Regions from separate parts of the Manis pentadactyla genome. Here region 2 is linked to region 1. The links are chromatin contacts, called in public Hi-C maps. All regions are on one chromosome and are shown on one strand. The core of a region is the stretch at or near the end of the contact, and the rest is flanking DNA. Distances in the headings are between cores, read along the strand shown.

Region 1 (3,891 bases), core at 871-3,370:
CATGTTCTGACTAGGCAAGTCTGCCTGAGAAAGTGCCTTTGCCCTGTAGAACTACTCAGTCAAGAGCTATAATGTCTATGGACATATAAATGTTGGACAGCTAGAGAAACACATTGTGCAAGATAAAGGAAAATATCAGCATGCAAAGAGTATCTGACCCATAATTTTTCATCATGTTCCACCATGTACAGATGGCACTATTTACAGTGAATGTTACTATTAACATTTACTTGAAAATGGGTATTAATCTTCTATTAGTTACTTGTTTCTGCTCTAGGTCTTCCTTGTAGAAATGTTTTACTTAACTGTATTATGAAGGGATTAATGGAGAGTTAATAAGCTTTTCAGATAGACAGATCTACCACTTGGAAACTGGCCTTGGGCAAAACAACCTAAACTTTTTGGAACTCACCTAAGTTTTCTCAAATTTAAGAGTGAGAATAATAATACATATCTTGAAATGTTTCAGAAAAACCTCTCCCCTAATGCCTGGAGTTTAAATTTAAGTAAGTATTATTTTATTTCATTTTTTCCCTTTCTGATTAAAGTCACCTTGATTGTAAATTTGCTATGAGTAGCACTGAAAAGACCACTGGACTAGAAGTCAAGAATTGTGTTCTGGTAACCAGCCCTGCTATTAATTGTTTGACTTAAAGAAAGTCATTTTCTGGGCCTTAGTTTGCTTACCTATTAAATGTAAATGTTGAAATCTGATTCTGTTCTGTGACTCCATTATTCCAAACATTTAATGGAATAGAATTTTAATGTTATGAATGGTAGTATAATAACTATATTAAGAACAAATAAATCATTGTGAAAAAACAAATTTGATTTCCAAATCCTGCAGTTAATACTTATGCCATTCACTGTAGTGAGATGATAAATTACATAAATAAAAAAAAGAAATGGAAGGTGCACATTTTGAGAGCTAAAATATTCTGGACAAAACTTCTATCCATTTGTCACCTAAAATATATGACCATGCAGAATGCATACAACACAAAAGAAACATAACAAATGGGGATGCACAAGAGTCTAAGCTATTCTGAGTTTTAAAGTATGAGCTTAAGCCAACCTACTCAAAGAAACAGAGTGAAAATGGACTTTCTCCTTTGACCATCACTGTTGTGAGGTGTTGTGTTTAATGTAATTTTTTAAGTAGAAACTTCAGAGAGATTTATGAGGATACTTGCATATTTGTGTAGTAATAGTAGTTTACTATCTATTCTAGTATCCAGAGCGTTAAACTGATGTGCACCTTGGACTTATTTTGTTCCCATTGTATAAACTCATACTTGACATCAAAGAAAAGGAAAATACAAAGTCCCTCTTTTCTAAGGGGCAGAAATCCTTTGTGTCAACTGGTTGACCCTTTGCTCTGTTAAGTCCTATTGGAAATCTTCTGTAACACAATGCAGGGTGTTCTTCCATGGGCTGATGTTGTTTACATAGTCCGGTGGGCCTGGCTGAAAAAGAAAATCACATAAACTCATGAAAGATTATGGTCCCATTTCCTGACCACAAGGTGATTGATAGGTCCAAGGAGTCTCTGTTAGCTAGAAAAATTAAGTAGTCTACCATGAGGGACACTTCGAGAGACTGAGAGAAAGGACGAGCGAAGAAAGCAGACTGTGGACTTAGGTTTGTGGCAGCGGAAAAGGATCTGTTTAAATCCGACAAGAGATTTGCTTCGGGGAATTTCCTGTCCAGCCCTTCATTACCCGGGTCTTTGTAGATTGCGCAATGACGTTGGGCTCCCCATTGAGCAGTTCCCGGGAAAGGCAGTGGGGAATTTTTACACTTTCCCTCCAGATCTCAGAAGGATCTCGTTTTCTCAGTGTCTCTTTCAGGTTGGCAGAAGCCGCGAGTCTGACACTTCCTTCAGATGGGACAGGCAGGCTCTGGGGCCGTGTAAAAACACTATAACCAAGTTCTTCACAGATTTTACCGAGTTTAGTTTGCTCCCAAGAAGAATCGCGGGTCCCCAGTTGTCTAGTGCTGGCCTGCCCCACAAGAGCCTGGGGGCTCCTTTCCCCTAACAGAACAGGGGGCGGGGAAGTGGGGGTGGGGGCTAGTGGGAGGGCAGCGGGTTCCGTGAGCCAGCGCGATGCTACTCAGGGAGTCGCTGAATGGGAGCGCTGCTGTCCCCAAGCCGATTGGTACTTCTTGTCAGGAAGAAACGCCGAGAGGTGGGAGTGCCTGGGGAAGGAGGCAGGCGGTCCCTACCGCAGGCGCTGGAGCTGCCTTTCCGCCCCTCTGCCTGCTTTCCAAGCCTGGGCGCTTAGGAGTGGCTGAAGCTGTGGAGCGCTTCAGGAGCCTGTGAATGAACCCTCCTCCTCCTCTTCCTCCTCCTCCTCCTCGCTGAGTCTCCTCCTCGGTGCTGACGGTACAGTGATATAATGATGATGGGTGTCACAACCCGCATTTGAACTTGCAGGCGAGCTGCCCCGAGCCTTTCTGGGGAAGAACTCTAGGCAGGAGGGCGCAACAGCCACGGACAGTAGGTGCTGTGGACAGGCACTGGGACCGGGATCTGCGGCCAGCCCCGCATCCTCCCGCATCCTCCAGCAGCGTCCTGCACCCTCCGCACCCTTCCCCAGGCCACCGCTCTTCCTATGTGATCCGCCCCGGCAACGCCGAGCCCATTCGCGCAGCGCTGCGGTGAATTTTTCCCCCCAAACTGCAATAAGCCGCCTTTCAAGGTAATCACGTTTCTTTTGTTCCCCCTTAAAAAAAAAACTTGTTAAAAAAAAAAGCGATCTTAAAAAAAAGAAGTACACGGTAATTGGTAGAAGGTTTTAATTAAGGCAAAGAGAACTAGCTGTAAGGCGAAGTTAAAAAATATATGCACTTTTAAAAATGCAGGTAACTTTCAGATGGACATTTGGAGAGAGGAATACAGAGGGACCGTGATGCTGAAAAAGATCCAGACAAAAGAAGCCCAGGGTGGGGTGGGGGTAGAAGGACTAACGGAATTGGGGGAAGGGAAGGAAAGGAATTGTGGAGAACCCCCAGAAAAGTCCCGGGGTCTTGAGTTGGAGAGAAGCGAGGCACCCTGGCACCTTGATCTTTTTTTGATAATCTGCTCGGGGCAAAAGTTTGAATGGGGACTCCTGCGACTTGCCCGGGTACAAGCCCCCGCAGCCGCCTTGGTGCAGGCCACCTGGTTCCAGGCCCTGGTGTGCGGTCAGTGCCCGGTGTTCCTGGAAGGCTGTTCCCCGGCAGCTCCTGACAGGGCGATTCTGCGCCCCAGCAGCCCGGAACCTGCGCAGACCTGACCCCTTCAGCCCGCCAGCAGTCTGGGAGGAGGTTCGACCGGGGGAGGTCCAGGGTCCCAGGGCCGCGTCTCTTTGGCTACTTGGGGGCTGTCAAGCCTCTCTCCAGTGCCCCTGGGTTCTTTTGTCCTGCGCGTGGTGTACGGGGGCCGATCAGGAGCGAGGAGGGGATGGGGGGTGGGGTTGTTGGAGCGCCGCGGAGGTCCGGTAGGCGCCTGGGCGGGAAAAGCTTGCCCCGAACAAGCAGGGATGTGCAAGAATTTTCTCTCACCATGAAGAGCAAAGTGGAGGATTTCGCTCCCGTCTGAACCTGCAAACCAGTGTGCAGAGAGCTCCGCAGACAAAGGTGGCTCAGGGACCCGAATCTGGGGCTTCTACGACCAACCCTCCTGCCCTGACTGCATCTGTCCTTTTCCTTCTAACTCCCCACCCTCTACTTGCTCTCGGCCCTAGTTGTGCAACTTTACTGGCGGGTCGACGGTGGCCGAGAGCGTGTGCTGGGAGCCCCGGGGGACGTTCTCGGCTGGAGCTTACCACTGCCTTGCAGAGGCGTGGGCTCCTGCAGCCAACATCCCTGGTGCGTGCGTGCTGGGGGGCATCAGAATTGTCCCTGTTC
Region 2 (3,891 bases), core at 563-3,062, 350 kb before region 1:
CCTGGCTTCACTACCTCCTAGGTGTGTGACTCCAATCATGTCAGTCTCCTTATGCCTGGCTTCTTTCACCTGTGAGCATCTACTCATAAGTTGGGAGCCTGAAGTAAGACAATCCTTATAAACTGATTTTTAACAGTCTGTCATAGAGGGAGTGCTAATAAATGAAAGCTTATTATTGTAACTTTTGAAAAAAACAAGTATAGCCAGACAGTTTAAATACTGATCTTAAACATGGTACCCATTTTGCTGTTAGCTAGCACCTAAGGCAGTGAGATCATCAAAAGAATCTACCTTTGACTTGTACTATGAGTACAATTAAGTTCAACTTCTAGTAAGTTATACAAGAATTAAAAGAGTAACAATCTCTCTACTTTTTTTAAACTGAAAGAGGAAAAATTTTCTAAGTTGTAAAATGGCTAAGGACACCCTTTAAGGGTAAGTGGATCCATCCTGTCACTTGGTGGATGGGGAGAGAAGCTGGAGAGTATTCTTGGCTAAGGAACATTAACCTGCTGTCTTCTAAGCTGTAAACTTCTCCAGGGACAGACTGTGACTTATGTCCAAGCTATAATCAAAGCAGCTGGCATAAAGCAAGCAACAATTAATGAGTTCTGGATTAAATGTCTAAAGGTATTGTGTGCTGCATAGGATTCTGCACAAACTTCTAGGAACACAAGTTCAACTTTTCATGACCGAATAGCTTTTTGGGGATCACAGTTGCTTTTGATACTATAATAAAAAGGAATGCACCCTTTCCCAAGGAAAACGCTTAAAAATGCAACTTCTGGCACGTGGACTTCATAAACTCACCATGAAGACCTGGTGTACAGTCCGTTGGCCTTTACCCTAATACAGGCAAAATGTCCTCAGATCTCTTACTGACTGCTAGGCTACATCTGTTGTATAGCCATGCTGGCTTTACCTCTTATTCTTTACCATGGAGAATTAAGCATTTCTTTTGTTAACTTTTATGACTTATTTCAAGCTTTTCTAACAAGCCCAAACTACCAAAGAAATCTGGAGTAAGACGCAGGCCCTTAATAACGTGTGGGGAGGAGAGGAGAGCCAGAAGCCAGACACCACTCCAAGTACAAAGCCCCAACCTTTAAAGATAATTGCAATTATAAAAATCCATAATTTGTAAGCGAGCATCTTTAAAGTTCAGAGAATGCAGTAAGAGAGGCCTGAAATACCACTAATTCAAGAGGTGAAAATTAAGGCGTAGAGTTTGGGTTCTGACAATAATTTACACACTTGGTCAGGCCCGTAGTGATAAGGACACGCAAAGTAACGAGCGCAAACTCATCAAACTCTAATGCCTCAAAGGTCAATGACTATAAGTGTCTACGTAACCGCCGAGTAAAGCAAAACCAGCGGATTTCTTCGCAACCAGTCAGGAGCGTGGCGAGGGAAGGGCTGGGCTCCACGACCCCCGGGTCTCTCTGGAGAGCTCGGCTGTGGCTCTCCCAGGTGTGCGTGCAGGGGCCACATGGCTCCGAACCTGCGCATCCTCCGAGCCCGGGAGAATCAAGTTAGTGACAGTGCTCCAAAGCCCGAGCACCCAGGACCGCCGCCCAACCCTTCAGCCCTAGTTTGGGCCCACAGCCCCTTCGCAATGATCGGCCCCCACCCCACAGCCCAGGTTCTTACCATAGTGAGGCCGGAGGAGCCCCAGCCACATCACCCTTCCGGGCCCAGGGCGGAAGAGGCGTGCACACCCCGCCTGCTCTTCTTGCTCCCTCCCGTCGTCTGGTTGGGCCAATCAGGGCACCGCCTCCTGAGCTGCGCTACTCAGACTCTAGGATAGGCATCCCTCTACCGGAAAAGGCGGGATTCAAGCACGTCGGCGGCCCTGCGAGAGCAGGTGGTACTCTCATTGGCTGCAGGACGTCCGTGTGTGGGCGCGGCCTTTCGGAGGAGACCGGAAGTGGAGTCACTGAGAGGTAGGGTCCGGAAGTCGGGGCTGTCTCTTTAAGTAATATAGTAATCTGTAGTCCTTTTCTTTTTCTCTTTCTGTTTTTCTTTCTTTCTTTCTTTTTTAGTTACCAGTTTTTTCCTGCTAGCCGTCCTCAGTGCGAGACTTTTTCCTGGCTCGTTTCCCCCTCTATGTGTAAGCACCTGGGTCGTCCGTTTGTGGGCTCTCGGGACGCCGGGTTCACTGGCCCAATGCACAGGGCGTGCACCTGCTGGGCCCCGTGTGCGGTTTTTCCCTTTGTCCCTGCAGGATTCTTTGGAATGCAAAGAGCTTTTGAAATTCTTTGTAATGGTTGTGGAATTAGGAGGGCTCGTGTATACGGAGAGTTGTGTTGATTAGCTTGTTGGATCATTTCTTTTAATACTATCCTGATTTCTTTCCCAGTCCCCAGCTTTTTGTAAACTGTCGGTGGGTTTCATCTGGGGTTGAAAAGTACTAGCCTCTTTGGGGTCAGGAAAGAACTTTCTGTGGTAACAAATGGAAAGGAACTGCACTATCCTGAGTTCAGTAGTTGATAGATCCTCTAGAGCAGTGATCCACCAGCAAGACAGATCGGATGCCAACTTTCTTTTAATCAATACGCTTATTATTTAGCTTTTTCTACTTTTAATAACCCTGTTAGATGAGGCTCTAACACGGCCCCCCGTCCCCGCCCCTTCTTTGTCTAAGCATATTCTAGATGGAGAAACAGGTTTGGGCGTGTTCGGTTTGCATAGTTCTTGAGGACTCAAAAGGTTTTTAACTAAATTGGTATTGCTTTTTAACCACCAGACCACTTTCTCCTCTTTTTCTCTCTTTACTAGTATCTAATATTGATAGTGTTGATGGTTTCCTTTTATGATTTCCCTTTTTTTCATTCACTAATATTCACTTGTAGAAGAAAATACTTTTACTTAACTGTTTATTTTCTCTGGGCTTCTGCTAGCCTTCCATACTCTGAGCTTGAGGTTCTTGGTGTTCTAGTGTTTGTGTTGGCCCTTTTTTGTTTCCTCTTTTTTGTTCTCTTTCCCCAGGCCTTCTAACTTTTAAGACCCATGAAAGTTGTTAGACTTTCATATTATTCTTTTACCTTAAGAAATGCTTCTCTTAACCTTTCTCCACATCTAACCCTATTTATTTGCTCTTTGGAATATAAATTCTCTCAGTTTTTTTTGTAAGAGGCAAGGTTAAAGAAAGCAGGGGGACCTATTAATGTAACCCAAGCAAGAAATGTCTTAGTGTTCCTAAGACATCGCAGTTCCTCTTTTTCTATTCTCTTGAGATCACTCCAACATGGCTATTGCTCTCCTTCTCTCCCGAAATGCTCCTGTCAGTATTGCTAGTGTTGATCATTCTCCATTATTAACGTGTTTGAGCTATCAGTAACCCTTGAACCAGTTGATTACTACTCCCTTCTCCATGATGTATTTCCCTCCCGTGATTTCCAGGACACCACACTCTCTTGGTTTTCCTTTTATTTCATTGGTTGGACCTTCTCAGTCTTCTTTATGTTCTTCCTGATCGCTTATTGTTGAAGTGTTCTAGGGTTTAATATTTGGTTTTCTGATTTTCCTCTTTCTACACTTCATTTTGATGATAACGGTAAGTCTTAATGACTTTATTACTGAAGACTCCCAAATTCATATTCCTAGTCCCCTTTCTGAATTCCAGACTTACATATCCAATTGTCTACCTCTACATCTCCTCTACTTGTTTGTTTAAAGGTATCTCAAACTCACATGTCACAAACTGAGCTCCTTTTCCCCCAGACTTGTCCCATTCTTTCCCATCTTTGTTGGTGGTAACCCTATACAGCCAGTTGCTCAAGATTGAGTATTTGGAGTGGTCCCTGATTCTCATTTCTCTTATATTCCAGCAAATGCAACAGCAAATCATTTTGACTCTCTCTAAAGTATATCGAGAATTTGGCCAATCTT

What was found. A called contact is a pair of places that touch in the nucleus more often than the background predicts.
Region 2: a contact with region 1 is called in a Hi-C map of fibroblasts, with 4 times the contacts expected there. The contact joins the promoter of XRCC4 here to the promoter of VCAN in region 1. A contact is called at or near these places in 2 of 3 Hi-C or Micro-C datasets (fibroblasts and skin fibroblasts).

What each region holds. Positions count from the first base shown.
Region 1 is chr2:76,693,288-76,697,178 of mManPen7.hap1, reverse strand. VCAN (versican) reads left to right here and starts at 2,120. Exons shown (of 14, transcript XM_036914220.2): 1 at 2,120-2,702.
Region 2 is chr2:77,041,031-77,044,921 of mManPen7.hap1, reverse strand. It overlaps XRCC4 (X-ray repair cross complementing 4), which reads left to right and starts at 1,812. Exons shown (of 8, transcript XM_036914214.2): 1 at 1,812-1,943. TMEM167A (transmembrane protein 167A) reads right to left here and starts at 1,763. Exons shown (of 4, transcript XM_036914216.2): 1 at 1,651-1,763. The coding sequence starts at 1,653.